Regions from separate parts of the Rattus norvegicus genome. Here all the other regions are linked to region 1. Evidence: chromatin contacts called from public Hi-C data. All regions are on one chromosome and are shown on one strand. The core of a region is the stretch at or near the end of the contact, and the rest is flanking DNA. Distances in the headings are between cores, read along the strand shown.

The links. A called contact is a pair of places that touch in the nucleus more often than the background predicts.
Region 2: a contact with region 1 is called in a Hi-C map of psoas muscle, with 3 times the contacts expected there. The contact joins the enhancer-like site here to the promoter of Fam91a1 in region 1. A contact is called at or near these places in 10 of 12 Hi-C or Micro-C datasets (the A7r5 cell line, the Rat2 cell line, frontal cortex and 5 more) and 1 of 1 datasets of contacts at active chromatin or transcription factors (oligodendrocytes).
Region 3: a Hi-C map of the A7r5 cell line shows a contact between it and region 1, with 2.5 times the contacts expected there. The contact joins the promoter of Fbxo32 here to the promoter of Fam91a1 in region 1. A contact is called at or near these places in 9 of 12 Hi-C or Micro-C datasets (the A7r5 cell line, Schwann cells, frontal cortex and 6 more).

Annotation. Positions count from the first base shown.
Region 1 is chr7:91,856,681-91,861,466 of GRCr8, reverse strand. Fam91a1 (family with sequence similarity 91, member A1) reads right to left here and starts at 2,387. Exons shown (of 24, transcript NM_001127578.1): 1 at 2,096-2,387. The coding sequence starts at 2,167. It overlaps LOC134479911 (a long non-coding RNA gene), which reads left to right and starts at 2,406. Exons shown (of 2, transcript XR_010053804.1): 1 at 2,406-2,520; 2 at 4,194-4,463.
Region 2 is chr7:91,606,504-91,611,289 of GRCr8, reverse strand. No RefSeq gene overlaps it. Among named protein-coding and RNA genes, the nearest start is that of Ntaq1, 35 kb to the right of the region's middle. Within about 2 kb of position 2,474, at least 5 of the 93 cell types and tissues checked have an H3K27ac peak or open chromatin away from gene starts, as enhancers often do.
Region 3 is chr7:91,652,306-91,657,091 of GRCr8, reverse strand. It overlaps Fbxo32 (F-box protein 32), which reads left to right and starts at 2,601. Exons shown (of 9, transcript NM_133521.2): 1 at 2,601-2,952. The coding sequence starts at 2,837.

The DNA.
Region 1 (4,786 bases), core at 1,138-3,637:
TTTTCAGAACTGGGAAATGAGTCAGTTCTGAATTAAGCCCACCAAAACTTACTGGAAATCATCATACCAACATACTTAGAATTTACAATACCAAAAGACACATTCTTCCTATACATTGTGCCAAACAATGAATGCCTACTATTAGAAAATTACAGAAAAGTCCTGAAAATATTCTTTCCATATCATAAGGAAATTCCCACTTTTAATACAGTTGTGATTTTTATAGCCTTTTAGGCGTCACCTCAAACCAATGCCTCATTACCTCTAACAAACAGCTACTAAAAGCCAACGTTTAGGGTGCACAGATACTTAGGGCGCAAACCCTAACTCAGAATCTAAGCAGAAAAGGCAGCCTGGTGAGGTGATAGCTGTGGTGCGTGAGGGGTGACAGCACAGGGACAACACGGCTGAGGGCAGTGACTCTGGACTGGAGGGTTAGGGAATCTCTAAGAGACATCTGAGAGACAATCAAAAGAAGCTATAAAAGGCAGCTACTGCCAGTAAGAGGACTGGGCTTGCCTCAGCACCTCAGTCCATGCTCCAGGGCAGTGTGGAGAGGATGAGAAGGCCCTGCGCTGAAGATAAGAAACCACACAGAAGGGTGATATCATCTAAAGTGGACCTTAACTTCAGGAAACCATGGAAAGGCTGGAGGTCTGCAGAAACAAATGTGTACAAAGGCCTTATTGAGCCTAACACAAAAGAACTGGGCCTTTCAGTGGTTTTACACGCAAAAACTAATCAGTTTATATCTGGACTTAAGTTTTAGCACTGTCCTATTATTTAGTAAGAGCAATTAAGTTTGAGGAGGCTTTTGCCAATACTAATAGAATCAATTATTTAAGTTGGGTATAAGCTATTTAAAAAGGAAATAAAGGACTATTTATTCTACTTGTCTTCAAATATGTCTCAGAACATATTTGTCTAAAGGACAAAAAGTGCCAACCTCATTCAAACTTAAGAGGAACTTATTTCCAAAGAGTTAGACTTTTTTTCAAGTTTCAGAAACCGAGAAACTTGACATCTTTGACATTCTAGAGACCTTTGTCCCTGAAACACACCTTGCTATTATCTAGGATTCTGGTGTCTTAAAAGTATTTTGTCATGTGATGTTCACCAGACCCTTAACTCATCCCCTAGAACTAGGACTCAAAGTGAACCACAAGAATCATAAAACCATTATCACCGCCATTCCATACTTTTCAAAAGCATATCTGCTGCCTATCACCAAGAGAAACCAGAAATCAGTGGAACTGAACGAGAAATGGAGGGCAGAGAAACGGTGCCTTGAATGTGGCACACGCATCAAGGCCTTCGTAAGAGTTCAAACCACCTGTCTTGTTCAGTACTTTCATGAGTCTATTTACTCTGTCTCTGATAAAACAGACTCTCCGTGGAGACAGGATCGTTGTCTGAGTGCTGCAAACTATCTACATCCAAAACCAGGCATACAACTAGTAGGTGCTCAATAAATGCTGCTGAGTAAAACTACCATTCACCATTAGATTTAAAAAATAAAATAAAATAAAATAACCCTCAGGTCATGCTCCCGTTGACACATTCTTTACAAAACCAGCCTGTCTAAAGGACGAAGTCCGACAACTCAAAGCACACATACCCTTTCAAATCAGACCTGACTACCCTGCCAACCTCAGCAGATATTACTCTCACGCATTCAGCCGACACTTCCAAATGCATCGAAACACATCTCCGAGCCTTGGTGATGTCTGGAGACGTTCTTCCCCCTCCTTGGGGGAGGAAGGGCTTCGTCCCTTATCTTATTAACTTTTCTTGGTCTTCCAGAGCCAACTTTAAATGCTTCCAGTTACACATGCAACTCTAAATGGGCAACTTAACCTCCAGATACGCTACAGAGGAGGAACGTTTGAACTGTCTTGTACTGCCTTCTCCCACCACTCTTAAGTTTGGGGTCCGGGGGCTTTATTTTAGATCGTAGGCGCCTGGCTTATATAGAGTCTGCGGGCTGAGGTACCAAGAGTTCATTCAGCCTTCTTGGGAGACAGCGCACGCCCAGTTTTCCCGAGCCCTCCACGGTCCGCAGGTCAGGCGACACCGAAGCGGGGAGGAGCCATACCTGTTTCACGTTAGTTGGCAACTTGCTCCAAGGATAATTGTGCCGGATGTGGAACTCAACGTCGATGTTCATGATGCCGGAGCCCAGGCCCGCAGTGGCCGCGGCTCCCACGCCGCCTGCCGCCCGCGAGCGCCCGGCCCGTCAGTGGAGCCCGCGGGAGGCCGTACGTCTACGCCGCACGAGCCCGGCGCCACCCCATGGCCAGGCCTCCACAGCTCCGCGCGGCGCGGGCCACGGGGCACAGTGGCGGGGACTACGACCCGTGCCTCAGCAGCTTCAAGTTTCTTCCTAGTTTCGGCCTGCCGGAAATGGCTCTTTGCCGACGTCACTTCCGCTCACTGGCCTGCGGCCGAGTGGAGCTCCGCCCCCCAGCACGTGGTTGAGCCGCGCGAGGAAGGCGGGACCCAGAGACCCTCGGGAGCCGGGTTAGTTGCGCCTGCGTGTAACAGAGGCTCTGATCTGCACCGCTGAGCTTGTGTGACTCAGTTTCCCGAATATGTGTCCCCAGTGGCTCTGGACAGGCGGCTAAAGGCACGGCGGTCGGTTGTCTTAGCAAAAACGCTGCTAATGGAAGAACCACTCTCGCCACCCTGCCGAACAAAACAAGGTCCCGGAGAACTCGAGTGTGCCCGTCCCCCAACCCCCACCCATTGACCTAGAGTCGCTAGCGGCGTCATCCCTTCCAACCATTGGCTGTATCCTGGGAATGGAGAACGTTGGACTCCTTCCAAGATCCAAATTCTTAAAATGTGGGGATTTGAGGTGCAGAAATTTTAACTAGCTTCAGTAGCTTTTTAAACACGGAACTCGGGTTGATATTCGTACAGCTCTCCTGAGGTCTTTGGGAACAGTTTCTTCCAGAGTGTATTGTGTTTCCTAAGCAAGCTCATTTAACTGCAAGACACAACTTCCGTGTTTCTTTGTCAAGTTTTCATTTTAAAGCAATGTTTTTAAGTCATGTTTCATTATACACTACTGATAACAAACTGAAAACATTTAAGATGTTTAATCTATACCTCAACAACTAGCAAGTCTGAGGCATACCATTATATCTAATTAGTTGAATATTATAGTACACACGGCTCTTACATAGGTGTGTTGTTCTGGTTAACCAATTGCAGGAGCTTCGTACCCTATTGAGACCCTCCTTAACATAGCTAAATAGTACTGAACCCCAACAAAGTAGCAGAATTCAAAAGTATGACCTGCCTACTATATATCAATCTCTTGCTTTGCAATAGATTCTTATCTCTCAACATTCGGTGAAACATTGCTGCTGCTACTAGCCCTAGCAGAAGAAGAAAGCGAGGTTGGCAAGGTTACATGACTAGTTCACAAGATCGCTCAAGTTTGACAGAGCCCATGGGCTTTTACTATTTATTATTTTATGTCTGAGTGTTTTGTCTACATGTATGTGTAGTGTGTGCACTACCTGTGTGCCTTGTGCCTTCAGAGGCCAGAAGGGGGCATCAGATATCAGGTGCCCAGAAGTTGGATTTCAGACAGCTGTTAGCTTCCATATGAAGGGTAAACCAAGACCCTCTGCAAAAGCAGCAAGTGACTTCAGCTGCTGAGTCAACTGTCCAGGCCCAGCCCAAGGCTGTTTATTAGAACCACCTTTTGAATTCCTCAGGGGTAACCTTCACAGAAATATTCTGCCTCCTTCTCCAGTTTAGGAAAATTCACTTAGAGTTAGTGACATAAATCACCCCCTTACATTTTTCATAATTCTGCATGTGGAAAAAATTATTCTTCAAAATCTTTTTTATCTAGTATAATGTAAGTAACAAGAAAATTAAGGACATCATTTTAAAATCCCCACAAATTTTTATTTCAACTGCTAATAACAGTTAAACTGGCCTGAACCTATCCATCCTTTTTCTATTTCAAATAATAAATCTAATTTGAACTCAACCGAAACTAGTAATGGTGAATGGATGCCTGCTAAATCAGTACAGACCTTTGAAAATCTTAGCCATGGTGACCTGTAAAGGCTCTCAGTATGTAGCCCCCAAAAGCAGACTTTTGAAGGAGGAAATAGCATTAGGTCAAAGCTATGTGGACAGGAAGAAGACAAATAACAATTTTTCTCCCATAGTGGGACCCAGAATCAGATCAATTTATAAAAATACAAGATGCTCGTGGAAGGACTGAGCTGCCTCCAGTTTCCTCAAAAGGCTAGGAAACAAAGCAGTTCTGGTCATCCATCAACTAACCTACGAGGTCCAGGGCCTGCTGTGTGGAAACTCCAGGGCTGAGACAGCTCCCCAGTCTTCAGGAAAAAGCAACTGCCAAATGGATTCCCTGAGCAGCACTGGTGACCTCATCAGCTCTTTTGGAAGACAATAAATCCCATTTTTTTTAAAAATCCTGACTCCAGTCTCTGCCTTTCAAATCCTAGAGCGATCAGAAACTACAGCATGCTGTGCATCCCACAAGCAACCTTCCAAAGACACCCCCTGGGTACACAATAGCTTCAGACATGCAAATGCCATGTGCTGCCTTCTCAGCCAACTATACATGCCTGACCAGATTAAAGAAAATTACCCAACTGGCTTAAGCAACCTGAGCTTGTTCTTACAAAGAAATGATGACCTCACATAGCTCAGGCTGGCCTTGAACTCGATATGTAGCTGAGGATGTCACTGAACTTCTGATCCTCCTAATTTTACCTCCCCAGTATTAGGATCA
Region 2 (4,786 bases), core at 1,225-3,724, 250 kb after region 1:
TGACACTTTCTGTGTGGTAAGATGCATCCGTGTGGTTGTCCAACTTGGAGCAGGTTTTACAGAAGCACCCGTTGTTTACTAGATCCACTTTGTCTGCTTAGCATTACAGGTCTGAGAAAAGACAAAAAGAAACAGCCAGCCCAGGCTCCACCGTGGCGCTAGTCTCTGCATGTTGTTTAAACCACTGTATCAACCATTTTACAGAATACATCTGTTTTAAACTGAAACCAGATTTATGTCTCAGGAGCTAAAAATTTGCCTGAAACAACAGATTTTACCTGAAAGTCATCAGGGGAAAGAAGAAGATTTGGAAAGAGCCATCTGATCTAGTTGGAAGCCAGTACAAAAAGAAAAATCATCTTTTCACATTTGTAGCCCAAACTGAGACCTCCCAGCAAGCTGCACCCAATTTATTCATCATTCTGTGTCTGCTTAAGGTGTGGGACTAAGTCTATCAAGACAATCAATCAATCAATAAAGTCATGTTACATAGCGCTGAGATGGGGAGGGCAGAGAGGAGCAAGCACTACGGCAGGAGAATTGTGAGTATGAAGTCTACCTGACAAGACCCTATCTCAGAGAAATAGTCATTGTGTGATCTATAATCCTAGCTCTCAGGCGGCTGAAGCAGGGAGGTTACAGCAGTTTCAAACCTAGCCTGGGCTACATATGAGACCTGATATCAAAAAACTGAGCAAAGAAACAAAGAGACAGCAAGTCATATTTGAGAGCCCCACATACTAGGGTGAAGCTGAGTGTATGCAAAGCAATATTTATAGTAGTTATAGTCTAATGGGGAGAAATAAAGTATCACATTTTCTCTCACATTCAGAAGGTAGGTTGAACAGTCTGTGTCTGTGTCTGTGTCTGTGTGTGTGTGTGTGTGTGTGTGTGTGTGCGCGCGCGCGCGCGCGCGCGTGCGCACGCGTACACGTGCGCATGTGCATATGTGTTGAAAACTTAAGGGGAATTATGGAGGAAAGAAGGTGACTAAAAGAGAAAAAGAAGGGGGATGGAGAGATGGTTCAGCAGTTAAGAGCACTGACTGCTCTTCCAGAGGTCCTGAGTTCAATTCCCAGCAACCACATGGTAGCTCACAACCATCTGTAATGGGATCTGATGCCCTCTTCTGGTGTTTCTGAACTGTCTACAGTGTACTCATAGACATAAAATAAATAAATCTTTTTAAAAAAATAGAAAAAAATAGTAAAGAAGGGATGAGGACAGATGATGGAGAGTAACAAAGGCTCCTCTTCTCTGAGAAGGGGACAGGCATTGGGGGAGGGATTAGTAAGGGTGGGACTGGGAGGAGGAAGGGGGGCGTGACGGAGATGTAAGGTGAATTTTTAAAAAAATGATAATGGAGTGTAAACGAGACCATATATAGTTTGTATATATAAAATGCCATAACGAGACCTACTATCGTATGCTAACTGGAAATTTAAAAAAACGATACTCTGCAATCAGATGTACACAACCCAAATACTATGACACTAAACACACTTACTGAATCAGCTTCTCTGCGCCCGTGTTCTCATGCACTACATCGGGTAAAAGCAGCAAGTGCTCAGAGGACTGCTGGGCAGACGGAATGAGTAAAGTTCCTAGGCAGGCGTGGTGCACGCACCTCTAATCCCAACACTGAGAAGGCAGCGGCCAGCAGATCTCAGTGAATTAAAGGACAGTTGGTCTCCATAGTGACCTCCAGCACAGTCAAACTACACAGAGAGACCCTGACTCCAGGAGAAACAAAACAACAAACAAACAAACCTAGAGGAAGAGGAAGAGGGGTGAGAAGGCAAACAGGTAGGCACCCGAGACAGTAAATTGAGACTTCAATCAATGCAGAAGCTATTCACTGCTTTTGTTTTGGGTGGTCCGAGCATGGTAAATGCCTGATCTTCTAGATTCTGCTAACTGGGTTCTGTTTCCTGTCACATCTTTGAGAGGAGGAAGCTGAGGCCTGGGGAACAGATACAGCTCAGTCAGAAGCACTCAGTAGCAGTGGGAGTCATTTAAACTGAGCCTATGCACGCCCAGTCTCCTTGAATGACCTGTCTTGCTGGGCCCTCCTGGGAATGCAACCCCTTTTTCCAAAGTAGCGACTGATAAAACATTGTCCTACATTAACTCACAACTCAGCAATCTGGCTCTGACTTTAAAAACATTTCCATGAATTTTTAGATCCAAATCCAAATTAGAAAAGGCCTAACTTCATTTTAGGGTCCTGAACATGTACTGCGACAAAGGGGCCATCCTGGCACACTGGTTCTCCAACCCTGCATCCTGCTCTTCTCAGATCAAAACAGCTGCCCCTCATCCAGGCTGCTATTGGAACTGGATGCCACAGCCTCCAAAGGTGAATTTCTGGTCCTCAAAGTAAACACTGTGCCTGCTCATGGTGATTGTACAACCATCCCAACCCCCAAAGAATGCTGGTTTACAGCTGCTCTCCTGTAGGCTAGATAGGAAAACGTGGACAATAGCCCCATCTGCCTGTGAAATAGAAGCACTCTCGAAAAAAGCAGCCAACACCTGTGAAGAAGCCATGCAAAACATCCATTCCTATTAAATAATCAGACTCAGGCTACCCTGACTGGAACATGGCTGTGGCCTCAAAAATAGCATTGTCCCTACTAACACTTTTACGTTTAGTTGTATCATTTCCCTATTTATAATGTTCAATAGTTTAAATGAGTGAACTCTTGGTTTTGTTTTTCCTCCCTTTCTTCCCCTTCTCCCTCTACCTCCCCCAACTTTTATCTCCTTTTTTTTTTTTTTTCCCAGTGCTAAAGATCAAGCCCAGGACCTTGCTAGTACTAGACTCTATCAGGGGATACCTCCCAAGATGTATTTTCCTACTCTTTCTATACTCAGTTTGCAACTATGTATCATAGGATTTGTAACTCATCGATGAGGATGCCCCCTGATCGTCACCATGTATACTCACTTCACTGATCCTAGGATCACCTCCGAATCTTTCAGTCCCATCTGCAAAGTCAGCCTTGCCGGTTACAGTAACATCTTCATATGCCAACCTACAAGGAGGTCTTGAAGATCTAAGGACGCTCACTGCCTGTTGAAGATCCCCAGCGTTAATGACCTTAGCTAATTACATCAACTATCTCCCCTGCAGCTTCTCCTAGCTCTGTCCATACCGTCACTCCACTTGTTAAACTCTCTTCAACTATCCAACCGGGGTCCTGGTTTTCTTCCAGAGACCAGGTTGTACCCTGACCTACATTCCCAGCTTCAGTAGTCTTTAGGTCCCACATAAAGACTGGTCTTGCCAATCTCTCCAGTTGACAAACCTTTCTTGTGGGCTCGGTATCCAAATTGCCCAGTATAAGGAGGAAGGCTAGAATCCCCTCATCCTGCTACATTCCAGCCATAGTCACCCTCATGCAGGTCTTTGAATTCATCAAGTTCTTACCAATCTCTGAGCCTTTGTAGAGTCCCTTCTTCCTAAGCCCTTTCTCCATACTAAATGTCACCTACTTAAAGATGACATCTACCACTTCATCACATGAAGTAAAATCTGAATGCACACCCATGGTTCAACTTTATTGTTTTATAGTTTAATTCTTTTATAATGCCACTTAACTTACGTAACTACTTGAGTGGCTATTTTTTTTAATGTATTCTCTACTTGACTGCTAGTTCCTTGAGCAAAAGAAATGTGTCCCAACAGTCTTTGGGTGGCTCTTACAGAAGCATTTGTTACATATTTTGTGCAGCTATGTCTTAGACTGCTAGAAGCAATAGTTAGACTTTATTTTAGAGTGAGCCAATTCCCGCTGCTTATGAACTGCTAACCACCTATAACCACCACTGTATTTCTGTCATATCGCATGCAAAACTTTGAGTACAAAGACATTTCAACAGATATTTAGGAACTCCGAACACATGCCTCTTTCACAGGACAAAGATGAAAATCATCTCAACACTGATCTGTGTAAACACTAATGGGATTATAGACTAAGCACTACGATAAGTTACTGTAACTTTCTCATTACTTCTCACAATAGCCCTATAATCACAGAGGACACTGTCCTCCTTTCCTTCTCTGTTGCTGTGATAAACACCATGACCAAAACTCAGCTTGAGGAGGAAAGGGTTCATTTAAGCTTATAACCCCCAGATCATGGTCCAGCATTGAAGGAACTCAGGCAGGAACCTAGAGAGAGGAGCTGAAGCAGTGACCATGTGTGGAATGCTGCTAACTGGCTTGCTTCCCATGGCTTGCTCAGCTTGCTTTCTTGTGTAACTCGGGACTATCTGTGTGGTAGTGTCACCACCTACCATGTGCTGGGCTCTCCCACATCAACTCTTAAGAAAATGCCCTACAGACATGCCCACAGGACAGTCTGTGGAGGAAGTTCCTCAGCTAAGTTCCTCCCTTCCCAGATGACCACGGTTTATATCAAACACTACCTAGGACATGATACTATCTCTGATAGTTATTTTGATTATCAGCTTGATAGTGAGGCATGTAGATTAGTAAAACACACCCCCAGATCTGTCTGTAGGAGTCTCTCCAGAAACCATTAGCTCTTGAGGAACTGACCTAATGAAGGGAACCGTCCTTGGGTGGAGTCATAAACTAGCATAGTCAGGATGTGACGAAAGGTGAGAGGCAAGGACTAGCTGGAAAAAATAGATCACTGAGAGTATGTTCTTGGGGAACATATCCTGCCCTGACCTCTTGCTGCCTTCCTCTTTCTCTGCTTCCTGCTATTATGACATGAACTACTCTTGACCTCCCTGCCATAATGAACTGATACCC
Region 3 (4,786 bases), core at 1,352-3,851, 200 kb after region 1:
CCACAACTACTATGGGTTCTAAACAATTTGAAAGGCAGGCAGGCATCTCTGCCCTCCAACAACATCGTCTTCAGTACCTGGAGCCTCTTGCTGTTTATCCAACGAAGTGCAAGCCGCTTTAGCAGAATTAGATTCAACTCCTCTGCCTTCCGGACCTCTGTGGTTTCTTCCTGGAGGTAGCCCCCTGCATCTTTAATAACTGCATCCCTTAACTGTGTTCTCTTGCAGATATCAGCTCCCCCCAACAAAGTTCAGACCCAACATTGCCTCATCTCTTAGCCTGCTTGGTGTTTTAACATTTGTTTGGGATCGTCTGCAGGGCTTTTACAAGCCATTTTTATTATTGCTGCACAAATAAATTATTTATGGTGGGAAACCAAAATCAGAAAATCCTGGCTACTTGAAGACAGACTTTATTAAAAACATCTCCTTCCCCCTTGCAACACAGAGCCCACAAGACACACTCAGTTCCTCTGCCTACCCAGCCTCAATGCACAGTGGAAGAGACACTGCCAGAGGCAGGGGTGTGGAAGAAAAGAACTGGAAGCTATTTCTCTAGCATGAAGTTTTTGTTTCTCTGCTACTGCCCAGTGCCATGTAGATCCAAATGAATGTGACTTCCCGGTCTGACTAGTGATGGTGGGAGGCCAGAAGCTACCCTAATGCAGTAGTTCACACAAGAATTGGCTATGGAGAGGCTGGTGAGTTGATTTGGTAGGGAGATGTCATAAGACCCAAAAATTAACCGGCAAGCCCCACCAGCCCAAAGACAAGGACTAGGTAACTTCTTGAAATGCTGGGAGTTGTAGTCCTTGGAAAATAACAAAAGTCACATGAGAAAATATGATGGCCTTAAAAGCCTCTGTAACACGCGTCTAGGAGCCGCTAAACTGGGAATTCTGGAGAGAGGTCCTGACCAAAATTCATCCTGGTCAGTATTTAATTAAAGCTTGCTTCAAATTTGCCTCATCATGGTGGAATTGTTTGTTTGTTATTTTGATTTTGCTTTTTGTGCAAAACAGAATTAACAATGTCTCCATGAGCACAGTGCTTGATGAGCAGTCATGAGGGCCTGAGTTCAGATCCCCAACACCCACGTAAACAAACAAAAACAAACAAACCCATTAAAGCACCTATATCTTTATTCTAGTGCTGGGAGAAAAAAAAAACGAAGAATCTAGGGGTTCATTAGCCTGCCGGTGTAGCCAACAGCTAGCTCTAGGTTCAATGAGTCTGTCTCAAAAATAAATTAGAGTAAGGCCAAAAGCGAACAAGGAAGACACCTGACATTGACCTCTGGTCTCCACATGCGCCCAAATGCACACACACTCAGAGGAGGGAGACAGACAGGATGGTTATGAACGGCCAATTCTGACCCTGGTGGTAAGGCTGAGATGTCTCTAGAATAAAGGAGGGGGGGCTATGTTCTGCATGCCAGAGAGGATCGCTCTGAGTTGAGAAGCCGTCATAAGTCCCTAGGTAATCATAGACTTAACCCCCTCTGAGGACCCGACAGCCTTTCACCTGAAAACCAGAGTATCAGCCAGACAGGCAACCCCCTCGTGCTAGGAGAGTTAAGTACATAACAGGCTCTCTTCCCTGTCTGAAGTGGACATGAAACCCAGGAGGATTTTATAGCTAGAAGCCAGAGGACACCAGGAATTGAACTGGGTAAAGGAAAAGAGAGGAGGGTTCCTGTAGTTCCACAGGATAAAAGCCCAGCCCTGGGGCATGAGAGCCCCTGGGGCATGAGAGCAAGCACAGTGAGCATAGCCAGAGACTCCTTCCGGACTCCGGACTCCGGCCCTGGAGGGTTAGTTCTGGGCCCGGCGCCTTGACGCCAGCGCTGCCTCCTCAGGGTCCCTCAGAGTGGGACCTAAGACTATCTCAGTTCTTCACTTCCACAACATGGGGTCTAGACTCCTCGGGGCCTCTTTTTCCCCCTCCTTTGCCACTGGGGGAGTCGAGTTTGACAGCAAGCGCATCAAATGTCAGCTTTAAGGCGGAAGGGGTGGGGGCAGTCCCTCCCCACTCCTGCCGTACTGGATCCCCTCTTTCACTTAGCACACCCTGGCGCCTGGAGTTGGTACTGGCAGTGAAAGAGGTTCACAGACTGCGCCCCTAACCAGCCCCAGACGCTCTGACCTCCCCCAAGGCTGATCTGCCAGCAAAGATCGGTCCCGCCGTTTCCAGACCCCCTGGGACTGACAGTTCCGAACTTTCTATGTCTGTTTCCTGGTTGCACCTAGTTTGTCCGGGACCCGTAGGGGGGGACGTAGTGCTGAGTGCAAAGCCAGGATCTTAGTGAAGGCAGCTACGCCCGACAGGGGAGTAGGGGAGGTGCAAGAGGTGCCAGGGCACCGAGGGTCAGCGGGACATCTGGCCTAGCCAGGCAGCTTCAAGTTTCCACGGGCGCAAGGTTGTGCAACTGCGAGCAGAGCGAGAGCCGCGGGCGCCTCGGAAAACAAGGCGAGCCCATAAACAAAGCCACGTGGCCTCGGGGCGCAGGGGGGGCCGGGCTAAGAGCAGGAGGCTCTTCCGGCAACAAAGAGACGGGGCAGCGGCCCGGGATAAATACTGCGCTCCGGCAGCCGCGCAGCATTCCCGAAGTCAGGACGCGACACGCGACCCTCCTCAGCGCCTGATCCCCTGCCAGTGCAAGGACCCTCGCGCCCACCCAGGACCCGCAACCCTCCACATCAGTTCCCCGACTCTTGTTCCAGTTGCCGCCTGCGTTCCCTAGCGTCTTCCCAGAGCGGCGCATCCCCTGGGCAAGCCAGGCCGGTTCCTGGCTGTCGATCCGTCCTATCCGTCGGTCGCGTCCGCTCTCGGTACCATGCCGTTCCTTGGTCAGGACTGGCGGTCCCCGGGCCAGAGCTGGGTGAAGACGGCGGACGGCTGGAAGCGCTTCTTGGATGAGAAAAGCGGCACCTTCGTGAGCGACCTCAGCAGGTGAGGACTTCCACAAAACCGATCTTAGCTGTTGGGGGGGGGGGGGGGCAAGGGGGAGGTGCGCACCTCAGGGGCAGGTGAAGAAGGGCAAGCAGCTCTGGGCCAGAATAAAGTAGGGGCTTCCGGCTGAAGGGATAGGAGTGAGGGGCCGGGATTTCTGCAAAGGTCACCAGAATGTGAGAGATGAGTAATTTAGTGTCTCCTACTGATCAAGATCAGTGTCACCCAGAAGAAAAGATTCCATACAGAACCTGGTACCCCTCAATCTGGCAATCGGGGATTATGTTCCTAAACACTTGAACACAGGCGCACAACTCACAGACTCTTCCTTTAGATCCCAGAATCGCACAGTTACTGCTTTAAGCGGTTGCTAGCGACTTGACTGTTTGCCTTTCACTGTCCTGTGACAGGACCCAAAGAGTACAAGAACCGTAGTAGTCACCAGCCGGATGATGGGATTGGTCTTGAGCCCTACCCTGAGTGCATGAAGTCTCTTCCCACGCACAGGCGACGGCTGAGTGGGCCGAGAAAAAAAAGAGTAACTGGGAGGGGCAGAGGATGAACCCTGGGACAACAGCCCTCCTGGGCAGACTTGTGGAATGGGTCTTTGGGGTAAAGCTTAGGGGCTACTGAGGGAGGCAGGAAAGAAATGCGAGAACAATGCTCTGCTTCAGGAAGGCCCAGACACTTGCACCTGTTTCCTCCTTAGCCCTTTCCAGTCAGTCTTTATACGGTGAGCACACTCCCCTCCTTAGTGGTGCTTGCCAGCCGCAGAAAGACCACCCAGACTTGAAGTCTCACCTGAGCTCTGTCATCTAGTGGAAAATCTGAGGTCACAAGTGCCCACTCATAAATTATGAGGTCGAGAATCAATTCCCAACCTGAACAGCTGACTCCCTGAGACACCTGAGGAACTGGTAGAAGTTTGTTTGCAGTTGAGGTCACCTTTAGGTGCTTTCCCCTCCCACTGTCCTTTGGCTAACACCACACACACACACACACACACACACACACACACACCTGCATCCCTAAGCTGACTTCAGCAGAGACTTCTGTGAGTGGGCCAGGTCCCACTGAGTGAGATTTGCCAATGGTTGTTTGAATAAAGCTTTGGCAATTGTCAAGAAACTGTGGTTATGTGCGCAGCGTGACCTCCACTGTCTCCCATTTGTTTGTGATTTGTAATGCTTGAATTCCCTTTGTCTCTTAATGAGGTGAGACAAATCACTGTACTTGGGGCCTTCCAGGAGAATCAAATACATTAGCCTTGTGTTAGGTTCTTTGAGGAAGTCCCAGAGAAGTTTAGAACACTATAAAGACTATAAAGAATAAAGAAATCTTATTCACAGAAAATCAGATAGTCAATCATTGTCTCACCTGACTGTTTTCCAGCGAATGAAGTCAACAGTTATACCTAATACTTTTTCCTCGACTAAGTGAGTAGGGGATACACCAGAAGCTTTCTCCTCCTTGGAACCAACTATCTTAGGAGCCCGAATCTAATACCCCAGTTCTTTGTTCCTGTATAAAAAGCTTAGGTTTGCTGGGGATTTAGCTCAGTGGTAGGGCGCTTACCTAGGAAGCGCAAGGCCCTGGGTTCGGTCCCCAGCTCCGGGGAAAAAAAAAAAAAAGAAAAAGAAAAAAAAAGCTTAGGTTCTTTCCAGGGTGACGATGCAGGGGTCCAGCCCACTGCATCACAATGACTTGTCCCACTAAAACAGGATAACAGCCCACTGTGTTTCAGCAAGCTGGGAACTAAAATGGAGAAATCCCAGTTCATCTGGTCGCTCACTCCATCCTTGCTCCAGGAGACAGAAATAGGGACACCTCACTC